3 separate regions of the Mus musculus genome follow, and regions 1 and 2 are each linked to region 3. A link is a contact called in public Hi-C and promoter capture Hi-C data. All regions are on one chromosome and are shown on one strand. Each heading gives the region's core, a stretch centred on a gene start, on an enhancer-like site or on the middle of the called end of the contact. The rest is flanking DNA. Distances are from core to core; before and after follow the strand shown. Region 1 overlaps Ranbp10 (RAN binding protein 10). Region 2 holds the start of Tsnaxip1 (translin-associated factor X (Tsnax) interacting protein 1). Region 3 holds the start of Agrp (agouti related neuropeptide).

The links. Hi-C and Micro-C count contacts between places; a contact is called where the count stands out from the background. Capture Hi-C pulls out chosen DNA fragments and counts their contacts.
Region 1: a Hi-C map of double positive thymocytes shows a contact between it and region 3, with 4 times the contacts expected there. The contact joins the enhancer-like site here to the promoter of Agrp in region 3. A contact is called at or near these places in 6 of 39 promoter capture datasets (the C10 cell line, the HPC-7 cell line, embryonic stem cells and 2 more), 1 of 15 datasets of contacts at CTCF or cohesin (embryonic stem cells), 7 of 484 Hi-C or Micro-C datasets (B cells, double positive thymocytes, embryonic stem cells and 3 more), 6 of 115 datasets of contacts at active chromatin or transcription factors (embryonic stem cells, large pre-B cells and stem cell-derived neural progenitor cells) and 4 of 9 other capture datasets (adipose tissue, embryonic stem cells, liver and 1 more).
Region 2: a contact with region 3 is called in a promoter capture Hi-C map of adipose tissue. The contact joins the promoter of Tsnaxip1 here to the promoter of Agrp in region 3. A contact is called at or near these places in 12 of 39 promoter capture datasets (the 3T3-L1 cell line, the C10 cell line, the HPC-7 cell line and 6 more), 1 of 15 datasets of contacts at CTCF or cohesin (large pre-B cells), 4 of 484 Hi-C or Micro-C datasets (the C2C12 cell line, LSK cells, double positive thymocytes and 1 more), 5 of 115 datasets of contacts at active chromatin or transcription factors (the 230-238 cell line, bone marrow-derived macrophages and embryonic stem cells) and 5 of 9 other capture datasets (adipose tissue, embryonic stem cells, liver and 2 more).

The regions. Positions count from the first base shown.
Region 1 is chr8:105,787,740-105,790,439 of GRCm38.p6, forward strand. All of the region lies in intron 3 of Ranbp10 (RAN binding protein 10), which reads right to left. Among named protein-coding and RNA genes, the nearest start is that of Gfod2, 30 kb to the left of the region's middle. Within about 2 kb of position 1,397, at least 69 of the 459 cell types and tissues checked have an H3K27ac peak or open chromatin away from gene starts, as enhancers often do. A contact at or near this core is called in B cells and double positive thymocytes, where this site is marked.
Region 2 is chr8:105,826,454-105,829,153 of GRCm38.p6, forward strand. Tsnaxip1 (translin-associated factor X (Tsnax) interacting protein 1) reads left to right here and starts at 1,291. Exons shown (of 16, transcript NM_024445.4): 1 at 1,291-1,374. The coding sequence starts at 1,334. It overlaps Ranbp10 (RAN binding protein 10), which reads right to left and starts at 755. Exons shown (of 14, transcript NM_145824.5): 1 at 497-755. The coding sequence starts at 731.
Region 3 is chr8:105,578,577-105,581,276 of GRCm38.p6, forward strand. Agrp (agouti related neuropeptide) reads right to left here and starts at 1,269. Exons shown (of 5, transcript NM_001271806.1): 1 at 1,074-1,269. The region is part of intron 3 of Gm38250 (predicted gene, 38250); the gene reads left to right.

The DNA of each region.
Region 1 (2,700 bases), core at 147-2,646, 210 kb after region 3:
CACACACACACAGAGAGGATTGTGTTACCACAAGGACAACAGAATGCTGCCAAGTGTGGTGGTCTATGCCTTTAATACCAGCAGACAGTAAGTGGGGTGAGGCTACACAGTGAAACACTATCTCAAACAACAACAACAACAACAACAACAAAATCAGGACACTGAAGAGATGACTCCGTGGTTGAGAGCACTTAGTGCTCTTTGCAGAGGACCTAAGTTTGGTTCCCAGCACCCACCAAGCAGCTCACAATTGCCGTAACTCAATTCCAGCACACTGATTTCCTCTTCTGGCCTATCTGGGCTGCACACACATGAACATGTAGGCAAACATTCATATACATAAAATACAAATAAATAAAATATTTAAAAAACCCAGAATGTGTTTTTCCTTAGGAATAGCAGCTGTAACAACAGGACGGTTCATAGCTAGCATGAGACCTTCCTTTCTGGAAAGGACAGGTGCTGCCCCCTTGGCCACTGCAAAACTAATAAAGCCTACTCCGAGGAGCTTGCAAAGGGGGGAATGGAACAGAGAAGACATAACATGTAAGTAAACAAGTAAGCAAGATATACCTGGAAGAGAGCAGAGACATAGTTCAGCGGTTAAGAGCACTGGCTGCTCTTCCAGAGCCTGGGTTCAATTTCTAGTACCCACATGGCAGCTCACAACCATTTGTGTAATTTCAGTTCCAGGAGATTCATTGCCCTCTTCTGGGCTCCATGGGTACTGCATGCATGTGGTGCATAGGCACCATATATCCAGGCAAACACTAATATACTTTTGAGCAGAGTTCTACTTGCCAAGAGGACCAGGGGGACAGACATTTGGGTGAAGGGAATACAATCAGCCCACCTGAGAAACAACTTTCCACAGGTAACTATAAGAATAGCAGCTCTCAAAGTTCCTTTCAGCCACTGTTCTAACCTCTTAGAGAAAGTCAGTTTAGGAGCCTAAAGCTAATAAGCAGAGCGCAGAGGCAAGAGTCCTGAGGAAAATATAGGTACTTGAGACCTGGAACCTGTTTGCCTTTCCAGAGATGAGCAGAACAAGCTGGTTAAAGAGAGGTTCTCTTCCTTAATGCAATCAAAGTTTTCTGACTAAAGGAACCATATTTAAGCATCCTTCTGTCCATACTACTGAATATGTGGTTCATGCAGGTACACAAGGAATGTTTATTAGGACGGAAGACATAGCTCGGTGATAAGAGTGCCTGCCTAGTATACAGAGACTGACAATGAAGTTGCTTCTCACTTTGAAAAGAGACTACAGCCAGGTGGTAGATATGCCTCTGCTCTAACAACAGCTTCCCTCCTGCGGTTCTCTATTCCTCACCAATAAACAAGGCAGAGGATGTGGTGTCCCCAGACGTTTGAGAGCCATCTATGGTGCTGACTTCCCTCTCCCTATGTAGGGGGCCAATACCCATGCCTGAGTAAGCCCCTCCTACCCAGCACCCTCTCCTTAAGAACGGTGCATTCTTCCCCACTTGTGCCCTTATGCTAACAGCATGCACACTCCCCTTTCTCTGGGTGAGCCTGGTAAAGTTTGTTATGTATCTGCTAATGAGATTTGCCATTCCCACTGCAAGACCACAGACATGAATGAAGGTCGGTGGCAGACTGCTTGCCTCGCATACTTGAAACCCTCTGGGTTTGATGCCCAGCCCTGCAAAACAAAACAAAACCAGGACTAGAGCCAGATGCTTCAAAGGACGTAGGGGTCATGAGAGGACAGGTGGGCACTATTGTCTGGGTCGGACTCTACAGGGAATCACATCCAGGTAGCTGTGATTCAGAAAGAAGGCTGGGCTGTATAAATGGGGACAACACTCTTACAGGATGTTGTCACCATTCCTCCTTCTCCAAAGAAATCAGGTATTGCTACTCTCAGAGAACTGATCACACTGGCACTCTATCAGAAAAGCCAAATGGCAAGGTGCCTGCCACAATCAAGTACCTACCAGATGCCACAAACACAAAGGCAAGGCAAGGCAAGGCAAGGCAAGGCAAGGCAAGCTACATTCAGCCCAGGAGGCTCTATGTGTCCAGTTTAGGAACCCCAGTACCACCCACTTCCCCTGACTCACCATCAAAATAGGAAGACCCAACACCTAAGTACAGGCTGGGCTAGGGAAATGGCTCATTGTCTTGGCATCCCCACATACTATGCAGAGTGAGAGACTCTGTGGGGAATGCCAGGACTCCAGCATGATGGTGCTGGGAGCCCACCCATGGCACTCCCATACACCAAGACACATCAGGGGCTTCAGTCCCAAAGTAACAAGGAGTGGGGAGGACGGCCACCAAAGCACATCATCAGTATTCTAGGTCAAAACCCTGGGCGGGGCCGAGGCTGTAGCTGCCCACTAGGTTCTGGCATAATGTTGCCCATACAAAGGGGCCAGCCCATGCCTTACCCACAAAGCTAGGCTGACCCTGAGCCTTCAAACCAGTATTTTACCACATTCCACTCAACTGTGGACTTTGGGTCAGCAGACTTGATTTTGTTTTATTTCAGTTTAGGGGTCACTATATTGCACTGGCTCATCTCAAACTCACAGGTTCAAATGGTCTTACTGACTCAGTGTTTGAGTCTGAATCCCAACTCTTCACTCAGGTCCTGAGTTCTCTCAGCTGACTTTCTTTCAGGGGCGGGTGGCATGATTCCATGAGACTGTGCATGACAAGCCAAAGGAAGTA
Region 2 (2,700 bases), core at 41-2,540, 250 kb after region 3:
ACTGAATACTGTTGTCCGTCTCTCCAGAATCCAAACAGCCCAGCCTGGAGCCCAGGGGAAGGAAGTGGCAAAAATGGAAGTCACCAACAACAACTTTAGCACACAGCGCCTAGCCCAGTCCCGGGATGACTGGCAGCCAGGCAGCCCATGCACTTACTGTGGCAATGTTACCACCTCTTTTTGCAAAAAAAAGACTGAAACTAAGCCGTGGTAAAGGGCCTAGCATAAATTGGAGCCAGCTCAGGAAAGAAGGGTGGCCCTGAAGTGGAAGGTCCTGTCTAGTTTTGGACATTTAATGCAGTTGTCTCTGAGTCTAATATTTAGGAACAGAGCAAAGGAAGCAGGGTAAACCCCGGCCTGACCAACCCCTCTACTCTGGACGTTCCGCTGGGCTAAGGCCCAACTCTCAGAAAACCCGGGCAAAGAAAGGGAAAATGGGCACAGCCTCCCTGCAGACGCAGTAAACTTGTCTCCCAGCGGCCAGACCCGCTGATACCTTTGTAATGGACACGGAGGTTTCCCTGGGAGAGGCCGATGTAGTTGTACTTGTCCTTGGGGCTCCAGGAGCGCGGCAGCGGCGTCTCGTGCTGATTAACCGCAGGGTACAAGCGCTGCAGGCGCCGACTCAGTTCCTGCTCTCCAGGTGACGGTAGCCCGCCCCCGGAGTCCCCACCGGAGGAGTCCCCAGCCTGCGGGTTCCCAGCTCCCGGGTCTGCCGTCGCCGCCGCCATCTTGGAGGGAGCTGCTATTGTGTCACTGGGGGCGGGGAGGAGTGCAACCAGATTTGCCTTGCTCAGCCAATGGGCCGTGAGCATCCCAGGGTCGTAGGGAAACTGAGTCCGAGTCCCGGCAACCTTTCTCTGGACACTACTATACTTCGCCAGATTTAGACTACATATCCCACAATGCATAGCGCTGTAGAAGCCGGCCAACGAGGGTTCCTGGAGAACTTCGGAAGATGTAGTACATCACTGCTCACTCACAAGCCAGTACAACGAAGACTCCGAACCACTGAGAACTACCATTCCCGACTGGCCAAGTGGCCAGACCTCGAAGCTCGCCTTCCTCGTCCACGGTCTCACTTTATTCTTCTGCCTCAGTTCTGTAGCTAATATCAAATTTGCTGTATTGACTGGTTCTCAGAATACCCCATCCCCAGCTCCAGGTCTACTTTTACTGCTTGGCCTTTCTCCAGAGTGCTCACGGGGGCGGGGGCTGGAGGCGTGGCTCAACTGTGAGCCCGCCCTCAACGCAGAGGCTGCTGGGGTCTGGTCCCTATGGCAACGGACTGTACACTACCGCAACGGCTCAATCCTGCATCTGCTCCAAAGTCATGGCCAACCTACAGGAGCGTAAAAGTTTCTCCAAGCCAAGGTAGCACCTGGCCGGGCTGAGGGCGGGGAAGACTTGAATATTTCCAAAAAGAAAAATGACACTGATTCCGATCGCTGCACTGTCTGTTCTTTGGGTAGGACTTCAGCGCCGCAGAATCAGCGATACAGTTGTAATAGAATTGGGGCTGACTCGTCAGTCCAGTAAGAACGTTACAAGCTGCCAAAAGTGCAGGTGTACTTTATCGTAGATAGATGATCTTAGCTAGACACTAAAAAACGAAGTGCCTTATTATAATTATATGTGAAATTCTCACAACTCCTGTTTATAAGAAGCATTCAGTTTCCCACCTGCTCATTCCCAGTAGTGGAAGAAGGGCGAGAGAGGTGATTTCATTCTCAACTCTAATCTTTCAAGGTCTGCTGCCTTGGTAGAAAAAGGCTACAAAAGGACAGCCTGTTGAACAGTGAGAGTTGCAGGACAGTCAGGGCTATATGGAGAGACCCATCTTAAAATAAATGAATTAAAATAATAATAATAAGCCTACAGAGGTTCCAAGGACAGAAAATACCAATGTTATGATTGTCCCTGAAGGAAAAAAAAAGTCTCCGAGAAACAGGCAGCAGCAGGTTGAAAGAGACAACTGTTTCCCATCAAAGGCATAATCCAGGAAAATTACTGTCTATGAAAAAATATGTAATAGGGCTGGGGCTGTAGCTAGAACATGCCAGGACCTGGTTTGATCCCCAGCAACACACAGAATATGAAACAGACTCAGAATCTTCATTCATTAGGAAGGGAGCACAATGTAGTTTTTATAAGCTGAGTTTGATGGTTATGTGACATATTAATTCACAGTTCATGTAGTGACACACTGTTTCCCTTATAGAGATGCAGTGTGGGTTTTCTCCCTCAGACGTTAGAGAGGGTCAACAAGATGGACAGATCAGAGCTTAGCACAGTAGAATGTAAGCAGAACCTGATAAAAGAGACCTTAGAGTTTTATATTTCCTTGGAGAATGTTTCTCCTCCTATGTATGGGCTTTTCTCCCTTTGTTCTCATATCCCTGCTTGCTACTTTAATGGGTTGTCTGTGAAGGTCATTCAATACTAGGAAATTCTCCTGAGCACACATTGCCTGCAGCCATTTATAACACCGAGTTTTCACCACCATTGAGATATAAATGTAAATATTTTGCATTCCTCCTTGAGGTTTGGTGTTAAATCACTTTTTAAAAAATAGGAGTCTAGGTTGTGTGGTGATGGCGCACGCCTTTGAACCCAGCACTTGGGAGGCAGAGGCAGGCAGATTTCTGAGTTCGAGGCCAGCCTGGTCTACAGAGTTACAGAGTGAGTTCCAAGACAGCC
Region 3 (2,700 bases), core at 19-2,518:
GATCCATGTACTGCTTTTTGTGAAAAATTAAAAAAAAAAAAAGCTTTGGAATGTGAGATAAAGTCAGAACGTCTGTTTCTGAAACTACTGTGCTCCAGGGTGTGATAGGGGATGGCTGCTTTCTGGAATTCCATGGGCGGAAAATTTTATAGATCTTTTTTGCTTCCCTTTTCCACAACTTCCCATACCCCCTGTGTCACCAACTCCCCTTGTCTTCTGTGTAGAGCCTCCACCTGCAGCCGGGATGCTAGGACTTAACTCTCCAAACTCCTTTAGTGTCACACAATGACAACATATGCAACTCTTGCTACTAATAGCCCTTTAAAGAATAGAATTCTAGCCAGGTGGTGGTAGTTCACGCCTTTAATCCCAGCACTTGGGAGGCAGAGGCAAGCAGATTTCTGAGTTCGAGGCCAGCCTAGTCTACAAAGTGAGTTCCAGGACAGCCAGGGCTACACAGAGAAACCCTGTCTAGAAAAAACAAAAACAAACAAAAAAAAAAAAAGAAGAAGAGAGAAAAAGAAATAGAATTCCGGTTGGAGAGATGGTTCAGCGTTAAGACTGCTCTTCTGAAGGTCCTGAGTTCACATCCCAGCAGCCACATGGTGGCTCAAAACCATCTGTAATGAGATCTAATACCCTCTTCTGGGGTGTCTGAAGACAGCTACAGTGTACAGTGTACTCAGATATAATAAATAAATAAATCTGTGGGCAGAAGCAAGCAGAGCCGGGGTGAGCAGGGCAGGCGAGAGAAGAGGGGAAAAAAAGAATAGAATTCAAGTCTTTGCCAAGCTCCCCTACAACCCAGTAGAGCAGACCTTGCCCTCAGAGTTGGACAGGGCTATAACCTTAGAAATCAGGACACACTCTCACAGAGTGAGGAGCATTACAGCCTAAGTCTTCAGGATTGAAGACGTAGCACACAAAATGCCTTCCTCCCCTTACAACAAAGCCTACCATGTGTCTGGGTCAATCTAGAAAAGGTATAAGTTGGGACAAGTTATGGCCCACCATGGAGATCCCAAATACAGTTAAAACTCCATCATAGCCCCCTGCCCCGACCCCAAACTCACCATTGTGTTGTCTGCAGTCCCAGCTCACAGATTTTGTTATATAGCCTGGAATGCTGCAAAGGTGGAAGATGGCATCTCTCATGCCATCTTTATGCTCAGTCCATTCTTGGGGAGGGGGTGGATTTGGTCAGAGTTTCCCATCAGTTCTGGAAGGTCTAGGACAGGGGAATAACTATAGACAAGAAGGAACAAAGCTGTGTTGACCTTCTCTGAGCCTGGCAGCCAAGGTGACGATAGTCTCAGTAGATAGAAAAGTTTACATGACTCAGCACAAAAGCAGGTGTTAAGGGAACTGGACCAGATTCCTCCTGCTGCCTAGGCCTGCTCAAATCCCCTCCCTTGCCTGAGGTCTTTCGTGTTAAGGGAAGAACACTATATTAGTCAGGGTTCTCTATAGCAAAAGAATTTATAGAATCTCTCTCTCTCTCTCTCTCTCTCTCTCTCTCGTGTGTGTGTGTGTGTGTGTGTGTGTGTGTGTGTATGATTTATTATAATGGCTTATAGGCAGTGGTACAAATAATCCAACAATGGTGACTATGAATGGAAAGTCTGAGAAGCTGATAGTTGCTCAGTCCATGAGACTGGATGTCTCTGCTGGTCTTCAGTAAACACTGGAATCCTGAAGATGTAGGCTGTAATGCCAGTGAAGGAATGGATTTGCTAGCCAAAGGAGAACAAGCAGGCAAAGAGCAAAGGCTTCCTTCTTCCATGTCCTTATATGGCTTCCAGCAACAGGTATGGCCCAGATTAGATCTGGATCAAAGGTGTGTCTTCCTACCTCAAAGAGCTGGATTAGAAGTAGATCTTCTCACTTCAAATTAAGCAGAAAGCCCTCACAGGTGTGCCATCTCTTTGGGGGGTTTAGTTAATTCCAGATGTAGTCAACTTGACAATCAAGAATAGCCATCACAAGCCCCAACACTAAGGCACGATCTAAGGGAACTCTGATCATAGCTGGTACACAATGACACCTTGTTGAACAACAGGGATAGGCCTTTGTCTCTCAGAAGCTCCAGTATCTGCACTCTGCTAGCTGAGTGAATGCAAGGTTTGTGACATTTTTGGAAATAACTCAGCGCTGGTTTTATGACCTTACCTGATCCTTTCTAAACACGATTCCTTGGGCCTCTGCTTCCTGTTTAGCAGTCTGCCCCTTTCCTCCCCTTCCTCACAGTAACACGTATGCTCTGGCCTAAAGCCTGAGGGCTTCCGTGCCTGGGATCTACTGTTAAAGGATTTCTTTCTATATCACGTCCTCCTCACAATCACATGACTGTGTCAGAAACTCTATACCCTGACCTGTAGGGGACAGGCCATGGATCTGTCAAAGGCTGTGTACTTAGTTGAGTTTCACTGGTAGGAAGCAAGGATACAAGAGTGATCAATGAGCTGGGTGTGGTGGTGCATGCCTTTAATCCCAGCACTCGGGAGGGGGAGGCAGAGGCAGAGGCAGAGGCAGGCGGATTTCTGAGTTCCAGGCCAGCCTGGTCTACAAAGTGAGTTTCAGGACAGCCAGGGCTATACAGAGAAACCCTGTCTTGAAAAACCAAAAAAAAAAAAAAGTGATCAGTTCAAGAACAGCAGAGTCGGTTGTGTCCTCACCAAAATGAAGGATCTATAATGGTTT